Regions from separate parts of the Zea mays genome. Here regions 1 and 3 are each linked to region 2. Evidence: chromatin contacts called from public Hi-C data. All regions are on one chromosome and are shown on one strand. Each heading gives the region's core, a stretch centred on a gene start, on an enhancer-like site or on the middle of the called end of the contact. The rest is flanking DNA. Distances are from core to core; before and after follow the strand shown.

What was found. A called contact is a pair of places that touch in the nucleus more often than the background predicts.
Region 1: a Hi-C map of tassel shows a contact between it and region 2, with 2.3 times the contacts expected there. The contact joins the enhancer-like site here to the promoter of LOC100383096 in region 2. A contact is called at or near these places in 5 of 25 Hi-C or Micro-C datasets (bundle sheath, ear, leaf and 2 more).
Region 3: a Hi-C map of tassel shows a contact between it and region 2, with 2.8 times the contacts expected there. The contact joins the promoter of LOC103636641 here to the promoter of LOC100383096 in region 2. A contact is called at or near these places in 8 of 25 Hi-C or Micro-C datasets (bundle sheath, ear, endosperm and 2 more) and 1 of 3 datasets of contacts at active chromatin or transcription factors (seedling).

The regions. Positions count from the first base shown.
Region 1 is chr8:180,483,127-180,486,578 of Zm-B73-REFERENCE-NAM-5.0, reverse strand. No RefSeq gene overlaps it. Among protein-coding and RNA genes, the nearest start is that of LOC103636642, 11 kb to the right of the region's middle. Within about 2 kb of position 1,303, at least 11 of the 20 cell types and tissues checked have an H3K27ac peak or open chromatin away from gene starts, as enhancers often do. A contact at or near this core is called in ear and tassel, where this site is marked.
Region 2 is chr8:180,642,464-180,646,198 of Zm-B73-REFERENCE-NAM-5.0, reverse strand. It overlaps LOC100383096 (Putative DUF1421 domain family protein), which reads right to left and starts at 1,308. Exons shown (of 3, transcript NM_001175767.1): 1 at 1,180-1,308; 2 at 1-79.
Region 3 is chr8:180,419,340-180,423,230 of Zm-B73-REFERENCE-NAM-5.0, reverse strand. It overlaps LOC103636641 (basic leucine zipper 6), which reads left to right and starts at 1,418. Exons shown (of 4, transcript XM_008658997.4): 1 at 1,418-2,197; 2 at 2,344-2,434. The coding sequence starts at 1,722.

The sequences.
Region 1 (3,452 bases), core at 54-2,553, 160 kb after region 2:
GACAAAGATAAGCCCCCTTTGGTACACTAGTAGAAAAGAGCTCAAAGCTGGCGGTACGTTCAAATTTTCACTAGCAATTTCGGTTATCAGACGTCCGTGAAAAAAAAAACATGTGGGCCGGCTTAAGGAACCGCTAGTGAAAATCTATTTCCACTAACGGTTCTCTTAACACAACCGCGAGTGAAAATGGACTATTTTCACTAGCGGTTGGTGTAACTAAACTGTTAGTGATAATCTAATTTCCACTGGCAGTTTTATTAAAAAAAACTCCATTGGAACGCAATCTCCACTGGCGATTGGTTATTACGAGCACTGGCGGTACCAAAATACGTCAGTATAAATACGTTTTCAACCGCCACTACAGAACTTCTCTGTACTAGTGGTACATTTTGCTCTAGCTCCACCTGATAGATACTGTAGCAGGTAGCAGCACCATTTGCAACTACAGCGTGGAGCTATTTCAGTTCTCGAGGTTCTAAATGAACTACGAAAAGGGTGCAGCAGATTGAAGCTATATAATTTTCAGCTCTTCTAGCTCCAACTCTGCTATCTTATAGTGACCCTACAATGTTGCTACAGTCAAGGATCTGAAGTTGGAGAAGGTTTATGTACCAAAGGTGGCGTAGAAAATATCTATGTTACAGTATGAATGAATTTAAGAGAGTAAGTGTAATTAAGATTAGTACTCCATCCGTTCCAAAATATTAGTCGTTTTGGCTCTTGATTTATATTATGTCTATATTTAAATAGATGATGATAAATCTAGACGTATATATAAAACAAATACATTAATTATTGTATGAATTAACTAAAAAGCTAAAATGGTTTTATTTTGGGATTTTGATTAGTATTGTATAACCAATATTTATCTATAAATTAATATCTAGCATTTGTTACTAATCTAGGGTTGTTGTATTATTAGTTTGGGAGTCAGAAAACCGAAAGGTGGCTTCCAAATTAGCCCTAAAGATTTTTCTAGCCATGGACCCGTGGCACACGGATATTTGAGTACTTGTTTTTTTAACATATAAAGTATTACGTTCGTTCTTGAATATTTATCGTCCGCTAGTTTATTTTTAAATTAAATAGTGACAAATAAAAAAGAACGGAACATTTGTAAGGACGGTGTTAGAGTGAACCCCGGATAAGAGGACATGTGCACTTGACTATGATGCACGTACTCATCGATCGAACCATTACGGTCACACTACTTGTTTTGGATCTGTACACAGTAACATGCACCTCCTACACGTACACAAGACTGTCGTCGTCGCCATCGGACATGCCAGGAATCCTGAGAACTGGAAGTGGACCCGATACTACCTGCATTGATATGTGTGCAACTAGGAGCGGGCGGCAAGGCAGCAAAGGGTTCTACTAGCAGGCAGCAGCCTGTTCCGCAAGACAGCAAAGGGCTTTCGTACAGTCTCTTAGACCAACTCCAGCAGTCTGCCTCTCCGTATCCCTAAAACGCGCGGCCAACACATTCTCTCTCCTCTCCGTATCCGTATCCGTTTCCAGCAACACTCCCCATCCCACTCCGCATGCAGTCTATGACACCTGGGGCCCGCCAGCAGGCGCGCGCGCACGCAGAGAGCTACGGAGAGGAGAGAGAAAGTGTGGAAATGGGGAGCGCAGGGACACGGCGTCCATTTTACGGAGAGGGATGCGGAGCCTGCTGGAGCGCGCAATAGTGCCTCAGACCGTGCAAAATGCGGATGCGGAGTGGGATACGGAGTCTTGCTGGAGTTGGTCTTAGAGCGTCCGCAATGGTTGTTTCTAGCTGATGACTGATGTGCAGCTGAGAGAAAAATAAAAATATAATAATTTATCTTACCATTAATATTAGGTGTTAAACATAATACACTTATGATGTGTTTGATGCGGGATAGCTGGAGACAGGGACGTCCTCTATCATCCTCTCTTATTCCTTTAATTTTAGGAGGCAATCGGAGAGATTATCATGTTTCAACCTTTCATCCTGAACCAAACAACCTTATATAAGTGATCGTCTTATATTCTTATCTCATCTCGTTCTATCATTACAATCAAACGCACACTTAGAGCGTGTTTGGTCTGAGGAATCCCTCAATCCAAAATGAGGTGGTACATCATAAACTCATTCCTCAAATTTGGTGAGATGATCTCATTCCTCATATTAGTACTAACTAACTAACTATGAAGAATGAGATGGTGATAGATCAACTCATTTCATTCCATAAACCAAAAAAAAAGTGAGAAGTGAGAAGATGATGGACTAACTCATTACTCAAACCAAACACCCTATTAGTTTCTTAGAACGCCCTTAACCGTTGCTTTGTATTTAGAATACCGAGCCGGAGTCTTTGTACATTCTCTAATTATTAAATGTGAGCGAGGAAAGCGCACAGAGGTTTTTCTGGGACCGATTTATTTCTAGCAAAGGGGGGCTAACCAAGTTTAGCAATGGCGCGGCCGCACCTAAACGAGACGTCCAGACTGAAGGAGCGAGGGGGAGCCAGCAGCAGGCGGCTGCAGGGGTGACGACGAAGACGACGGGACGAGGCGACCCAGCACGAGAGGACGGATCAATAAAACCAATTGTCCGTTCTCGAATAATTGGCCGCGCGCATATGCATGCATGCATTGAGTGCAGCCAACCAAGCAGGAGCCGACGGATCTAGCTAGCTTGCAGCGCCTAGCTCACAGCTCGGTTGCAGCTACCCGAGCGTAGTCTGCTTCCTGTAGTTAATGACGGCGGAGGAAGGCGACTGTGCCTGCGTGATGGCGCGGTCGGGGTACTTGTACTACCGGCCGCGGTGGGTACGCCGTACGCCGGGACGACGGCGGAGAAACGAGGGTGCCGTACGTCGTCTACTACTTCAGAGAGAACCCAATTGGTCCTTTTATTTTATTGCTCATCCAATTGAAATTTGAACTACCCCCCTCCTTCTCAAAACCTTAACACTAATTATAGCGTTTCAAACTTATACGTACTTATAAATTATAAATATGTGGTTCATCTAATTATAGTTGTTACTTTTTTTAGTTTCTATCTTCAAAGTGTAATCGTTACACACCAAATGCTATTATTTTAAGAGGACATATCTGGTGCACATGGAATATTGGTGCACCTGGTGCACATATTAAATCATCATCACTCATTTTAGATTTAACGTCTCTAGTTGATCATTCAATTTACAAATAACGCCTTCCACCACTACACAGCACCATTGGAGGTTGTCCTTAACAAAATATATCAAACAACTAGAGACGCTAGATCTAAAATGAGTGATGAAGATTTAATATGTGCACCATGTGCATCAATCTTCCATGTGCATCAGATATGTTCTCTTATTTTAACTACATTTTTTAATCTTATATCATATAATTTATACTTAAAATAATTTTAAATCAAAAAGTTGTTAACTGTTAAGTCGAAGATCTCATGGTTTCATATAATAAGGATTTTA
Region 2 (3,735 bases), core at 59-2,558:
AAAGCACATCCTCTTTCCCATAACTTTCTTGTTCATAAGGTTTCACAAATGGCCTCCCCAATCTGCTATCATGAAAATCCTGTTGCAAAAGCACAGGGAGGGCTGAGAATAATGAATACAAGGCAAATATAATCATCACAAGCACATATCAGAGAGACCAAACGCCACCAATTCGCTAATTCATATGAAGACATTGAGCAAGGTAGCCAGCCTGACCAGTAAATAGAGCTGTGTGGACATATGCACGGGAAGCAATTGACCCAGAACATTTGATACAACAGTATGCACATAATACCAAGGCAACGACCCTTGGAAAAGAACCATCCTAAAATTTACAACAGTGCACCTTATTAAGCGCAAAGTATCAGTACATATGGATTTCTTTTTCCTAGTTCATCAATAATAGAAACATTGGATATTCCCTAAAAATATACCCTCAAAAGTTCCAAGTTTGCAACCTAGCATCGAGACTTTTTGAGAGAACAATAGCTTCTGCAGGGTCTGAATTCTCAAAGATAAGTATATGCCAAAACTTATACAAATAATGCAATCCACATTACAAGGCATGCAGAGTCATGTTTCCATAAGCATACACCTAATTCCTCAACATAACTCAGGTAAAACAAACATAGCCACCATTAATCATTGTTTCACAATGGGATTATTTAATATGGAAGAGGGCCAAAAGGGTAATATCATAGCATCTCCTGTTTAAAACAACATGGCTCTCATGTCACGACAGCAAGACCACACAGAGTAGTTCGGTTTAAACCTAACATGAAGTGGAAAGGTTGACTCTCTGTTGGCTAAATTGCAAACCCCTGATAATCTGAAAGCATCGCAGATAGCCAGATATATAACTAGAGTGACACGATTTTGCACAAAGGCAAATGATAAAAACTATGAGAAGTCATTTATGAATTAAGAAGACAGTTGATGAGTCAGAAAATTAAGCCATGCACAAATTACATGCAAACCCACAAAACGTTCCATCTGAATCAGTTAAATAAGAAAGCGAACTTGTTTAGGTCAGTTTCATTTGTCCTGGCTAGAAATTACCAATCCAGCATAAGGATTCGACGAAAAAATGATACCCAACCATAGAACCAAAATCGACCCTAAGGCAACGCGCCGCTGTAGGGACAGATCAGAGAAGGAAAAAAAGTGGATTAAGCGTACGGGCGCACTGTCGGCCGGATCGGGGCGCTTGGGCTCGGACGAGGCGGCGAAGTCATCGTAGGAGCAGAGCACGTCGTCGGCGCCGAAGTCGAAGCTGCGGGAACCGCCGCCCGCGGGGGCGCCGGGGACGGACATCGCCGGTCTAGGGTTTTTCCCGGGCGGCAGGTTGCTTGTGTGGAGGAAAAAGGGAAAGGAAAACGGGAGGGGGAGGAGGGGAAAGGGAAGGAACAGAGGAAGCAGAGAGATTAGCGTGAAGGAATTAGGATGACGTCTTAGACGGTTTGGCCTGTGCTACCGCCCGCCGTGAAGAGATTAGCAGAAAGGCTTCTCGCCGTCTCGAGTCTCGACTCGGGACGAAAGTTCCAAGACCTACCGCGTGTTGACTTGGCCCTATGAACGATCTGATCTTTTTAGGTTCATGTTTCTTTGGGCCGAAGGCAAATATAATGCTCCCTCCGTTCTTTGACTTTTTTAGACCGAATTTAATCGGTTTGTCTTATTTAAAATATTTGTGGAAATATAAAAGTTTTAGTTCATAGTTAAAGTATATAGTATGCTAAACTAAATCATAATAAAAATAAATAATAATTATAATTCTTTAATAAAACGAGTCAGTCAAACTTGATAAAAAAATTAAAGACATTCTTTATGAGATAGAGGTAGTAGTACTTTCTTCCTTCTAAAATATGGTTTTTTCTAGCTTTTTTTTCTTTCATCCATATTCAAATGAGTGATAATAAATATAGATATCCATATAAACTATATTTATAAATTAATCAATGTGTGTATTGAGTGTATTTTTAATTTAAAACGAATTATATTTTAAGACAGACAGAGTAATAAGACGATGGACATGTTAGATTTATGGTGACGTGAAAAAGATATAGAGCAAATAAATTGGGTTAGGGCTGGACAAATTACTCGTGACTCGTTGGCTCGCTCGACTCGTGGTCAATTCGGCTCGACTCGGCTCTGGCTCGTTTCAATTTTGTCACGAGCTGAGTTAGCATCTCAGCTCGGTTTGTTAACGAGCCAGCTCGAGCCAAGCTTGAGCCAGCTCGTTAGCTCGAGCGATTATTTGTTAGAAAAAACAAAGCCTACACTTGTGTTGGATATAAGTGATGAGCTTTGTTAATTTAGTGCTGGATTGATGTGATATGTGAAATTATGAGTATTATTACTTTTTTCTAGTGTTAAATTGATTTAGAACTAATTAGTAATTGATTATATTATTTTAATAATATGTATATTGTTTTTTATTGTGGCTCGCAAGCTAAACGAGCTAGCTCGAACCTTGCAAACAAGCCGAGTCGAGCTACCTTAACGAGCCAGCTTGAGCTCCATCGAACCGAGCCGAGCCGAGCCGAGCTGGCTTGATATCTAACCCTAAATCAGGTTGCTAAGTCGACAATTTATAAAAGGAGATAGATCCATTATTAAATGTAATTATATGACTAGACTTTTAGAGCCTGTTTGAGAACCTTGTTTTTCAATACCATAGTTTACCATGGTATATTTTATATCAATCTAATCTAACACCAGTTTTGAGATAGCTTTTTTGTTGTAACATAGGGGATTGGAGAAAAGACAAGACCGCAACCATGCGACAGCTAGGGATGGAAACAAGCACATTTTACCTACGTGCCCGCGGGTAAAAACCCTACAGGGCGGACCCATCTTGAGATGGTCATTACACGCTGAGCATGAGTCCATTTAGTGCCAGAGACTGGCATAGTCTTGGGTGGTGATCCTCTGAGTGAGTCATCTTCTAAGGGCTTGATCCTTGATATGCATGCACCCCCCTCGGAAAGCCTCTCAAGGTCTCTTTGAGAGGAGGGCCGCCTTCCACTAACATAGTCGGCGCGGGGAAGGAGGCCGTTGAGCTACAAACGAGTTATTCAATTGAGATCCGACCATCCTCCAGTAGGGTCAGGTCTCGATGAGTGGTCCCACTGGAGGGCTCAACACGTTAGGGGCATCTCATTGAGTCCTTACTTATTAGATCTTGTATCGGCCCTTTTGTCGGTCTGACCGACCAAAGAAGAGCCTCGTGGCCACTCCACCAGTCGAATTACTGTAGGAGAATGTGAAGTACAACCTTGGACGTGGGCACGAGCAAATGGCCTATGGGCCGGTCACCTAGCTTGCAGCTCACTGTGAGCTTGCTCGGTCGACCCCTCGCTCTACGTGAGAAGTTGGGGCGAGTTTCAGTTTTTACCTGGTCAACATGTGGTAGTTACTGCGGCGGCGTAGTAAAAGAGGTGGCCATCACGACGCCATTTGGAGGGGTGCCTTGATGGGACATGAAACAGTCCGTTCACCGTATTGTGCGCAGGTGGAGTGATGGGGTGGTTTAGCAGCCTCACCATTACTGGTGTATCCCTTCCGTTGTGCCCCCCTAGCGCTCTATCCTAGGCAGTGTGAAACCTGCAAGGCATACAATCTTCCATGCTCGGGGCCCGATGCTATTGCGGTCGAAACGGCGGAGGTGCTTGGAGGGCCGTTCGTGGAGGGCCCATCCTCAGGCACCATTCTAGCTCCCTGTGTTTGTGCATA
Region 3 (3,891 bases), core at 169-2,668, 220 kb after region 2:
ATAGATGCCACTCGGTTTCCTACTTTCCTGGATCCTGAAACTCGTGTATCTTCTAGGCCCTAGCTAAAGTTTAGTTCCTATCTCATCAACTATTTAAATATTAATTACAAATATTAAATAAAGACTTAATTAGGTTTAATAAGTCTATTTTATCTTTTAGTCAATATCTGTGTAATTAGTTTTATAATTAGACTAAAACATTCGATGCTAAATAAACTAAACTTTAGTTGGGGCAACCAAACACTCTAAGGCCTCGTTAGTTTTGGCTGGATAAGCCCATTCCGTGCCTCATTCCGGCAGGAACGAATCAGTCCAGTTTAGAATTTGGTCCAGTCTCCTAGAGTTGTTCGTTTAACAAACCCGCCTGATTTTAATTCCCATCCCTCAATCCTCGGCCCGGAACGAGTCCAGGTCACCTACCTTCCGGACTGGTTCCGAATCTGGAAACGAGCTGGTGACAGGAATGAGTGACAACCTATGATTCACTTGATCCTGGGCTGGCTTTGTTACTGACTGGTTTGGATCCTGGCTGCCGAACAGGGAAAGCGCGCTTAGTAGGGAGCCCGAGTGGCGAGAGACAGCGACGGCGAGGAAAAAGACGGACACACGGTTAGATCTCTGATCCCGAGGGGATTTGCGAACATGCTGCTGTCTGCCGGAACGATACGGGCGCAGTGGTTTTTGGGGCGCAAAGCTGCCACCAAAGGGTCCGTTGTTTATTTACGTAGATCTCTGACACGAACCGCAGCGCAGACTATGGAAGCAAGTGAAGGCGCCCTTCCAACCTCCAGGCTCCAGACGAGGACACGGCCGACCAGGCGACTTTCGTTTGCTTCTTGTACCGGCAGTGCTAGGCACTCACCCAGCTCCATCTCCGCCGCCGCTACCTCCGATTCACCTCGGCATGGAGAATCGCCTGCTCACAAGTCACCAGTCACCACCAAACAAATCAAGCCGGCCATCACTCGGCCATCCATGGCGGTGGTCCAGCAGGGCGCATCCTCGTGACACGGCGCCCTGCATGAAAACGAAGCTCGTGTCCCGGCATGTGATCAACACAACGACATGCATGTAATCGCTCTCCCTAGCTAATTGCCTAAATAATCGCTTGGTTTCAAGTACCGGCGGCCGGCATCACACGATCCCACCCGTGCCACTGCCCGCGCCACGGTCGTTGCATGGCGACAGTGACGCGGCCATTTTTAGGCGGCACAACAACCGCTCGCTGGTCCGTTTCTAGCGCCCGCCCGCAGTGTCGCCACGCTCGCGGCTCGCCCAAGGCAGCAAACGAGGGAGGAGCGGTGGATCCGCGGGCGGGCGGGCGGACAGCGGCACGTGGACGGGGATTCCCTGCCCACCTACATAACTGCCTGCCTCTGCCCCTTTTCAGCTTTCGCTGCCACTCGAAACGAGCGTCCACTCCACTGGATCGCTAGCTAGCTAGCTGGCGCAGGCTGTCCTCATGTTCCAAAAGTCTCGTCCCATGTGACTGACCCTCCGGTTCCAATTCCCATCCGTCTCCATGCCCCTCGCTCGTCCTCGCCCCGGCACAAGCTGCCCGCCCGGCTACTGCACAGCACCACTATATATAAAACCAAACTCCAGCAGGCGCCGGCGCCAAATCGCAAGAGCTAGCGAGAGCACGCACTGCTGGCGGCGCGGCTAAGACCGAGAGCCGCCGCGCACATTGTTCGCGCGAGGCCAGCCGCCGGTTGCATTGCATGGCGCAGCAGCTGCCGCCCAGGATCCCGACCGAGGTGCACCACTGGCCCGAGGGGGGCCAGCACGGCGCGGCGGCGGCGTGGGCGGACGACTTCGCCGAGTTCGCGGCGGCGCGGCGGGGCGCGCACCGCAGGTCGCTCAGCGACTCGGTCGCCTTCGTCGAGGTGGCGCCGGCCGACGGCGGGGCCGGCGAGTTCGACCGGCTCGACGACGACCAGCTCCTGTCCATGTTCCCACCCGACGAGGCCGGCGGAGGCGGGTCGTCCGCGGCCGGGTCCGAGAACGGCGGCAGCAGCGACAGCGACGGCGATAAGCGTGGCGCGCGCGGCGGCCCGGCGGGAGGCGCTCCCTCCACCGGCAGTGGCGGCGGCGAGCAGAACGGAGTCGTGGATGCGCAAGCGCCGGCGGCGACTGGAGGACAAGCTGCCGTCGTCGCCTCCACGGAGCTCATCCGGGACCCTAAGAGGGTGAAGAGGTGAGCCCGATCGAACGAGCTAGCACACCATGCGTGCGCCGCCCGTAATTGTGCGCAGGCAAACAATGCGTTTCTCCTGCAGGCGGTAGGTAATCCATCTTGATCTGTGGACTGAAACGCGGCCGGCGGGCTTGAAATTCTGGCAGGATCCTTGCCAACCGGCAGTCGGCTCAGAGGTCGCGGGTGAGGAAGCTGCAGTACATCTCCGAGCTCGAGCGCAGCGTCACAACACTGCAGGTACGTATACACGCACAATTACTATACATAATATCGATAGTACGTATATGAAGCTTCTACGACTGCATTCTTGCTCAGCGTAAATAATCCAATTATATTCTACCTTCAGCGTAAACACTAGCATGCATATAATAATGGACATTGCGCAAGAAATTACTACGTACATACATGTGCAATTGTGCAAGCACGATTTAGCAGCTCTCCGTCAAACGTCCTAGATCGATAAGGACGCGCGCGCATGCATGATGCATTTGCATCCATGCCGTGGAACAAAATGGTCTGAAAAAAAAAACTTCTCTTAGACGATTATGGCGGGAAGCTTCAGCTCGAGATGAGATGTTATTCGGTCTCTGCAAGCCCAGAAATTCTGATAGATTCAGCCATTGTAATAAGGGTACCCTGTTATTAATGTAAAAGAAAAGAAAGATAGAAGGAGCTAGATACACTGTCAAAAAAAGTCGTGTGCACCAACACTAAGCACCACCGCCGATTGTCAAGCCCAGACCTGCAAAACGACCCTACCTCTAGAACGTGCATTCTCACTTGATGCATCAACATCCCCTCACGACCGATATCATAATCCACGGACGTATATAGAGTAACTTCTCTTCGTTTCAGCACATGACATGCGTAGTAGGCGCCAACAGCAGGGGTAGATGGATGGATAGATAGATCGGCATGCAGCGCACAGTCTGGCTAGCATTAGCAATAGCAACAGCGTCGCGAGTGATGCCTTGCCCCCCATGTGCATGCGTGTGAAGGCCGGCCGGCCGGTATGGATCATAGAAGCAAAGCAATAAGGACGCGCTCTCCTAGCTTCTCCCGTGTCCTGTGCTGTGCATGCGCGCGGTACGTACCAAACCCCACGTAGTGCCATGATCCAAGCGCACATGCCTCTGCATCCTGCATGGCCTGGAGGTGGTCCCTGTGTGTCTCTCTCTGCGTGTGTGTGTGTGTGTCACCGTCTCACCGAGCTGGTAGAGAACGAACCTCCTCGCGCAAGATCCGGTCGCTTGGTTGGTAGTTAGCTAGCGTGTTACTGGTTGGACAGTACTGGCATTGCTTTTTACGCTTGGATGAATACAATAATATATATATTCATTATTGCTGCTATAGATGGCCAATAAGCACGAGACCCGTGAGCCCGGCACGAAGCCCACTTTTTGGACCCGGCCCGAGCCCGACACGGTACGAATAAGCGGGCGGGCTTGGACAGGAAACTAGGCACGGCGGGCAAGCCCGGCACGGCCCGTTAAGCCCGTTTTTTTACACTAAAACGTGCTTACCGACTCGTTTAGCCCGCTTTTCGGCCCGTTTTTCGTGCTAAACGGACCGACCCGGCCCGTTTAGGCCCGCTGCGGGCTGGACTTGGACAGAAAATTGAGCCTGCAGGCTCAGTAGGCCCGGCCCGGTTTTTGGTCGGGCTTCACCGGGCCCGGGCAGGGCCGGGCGGCCCG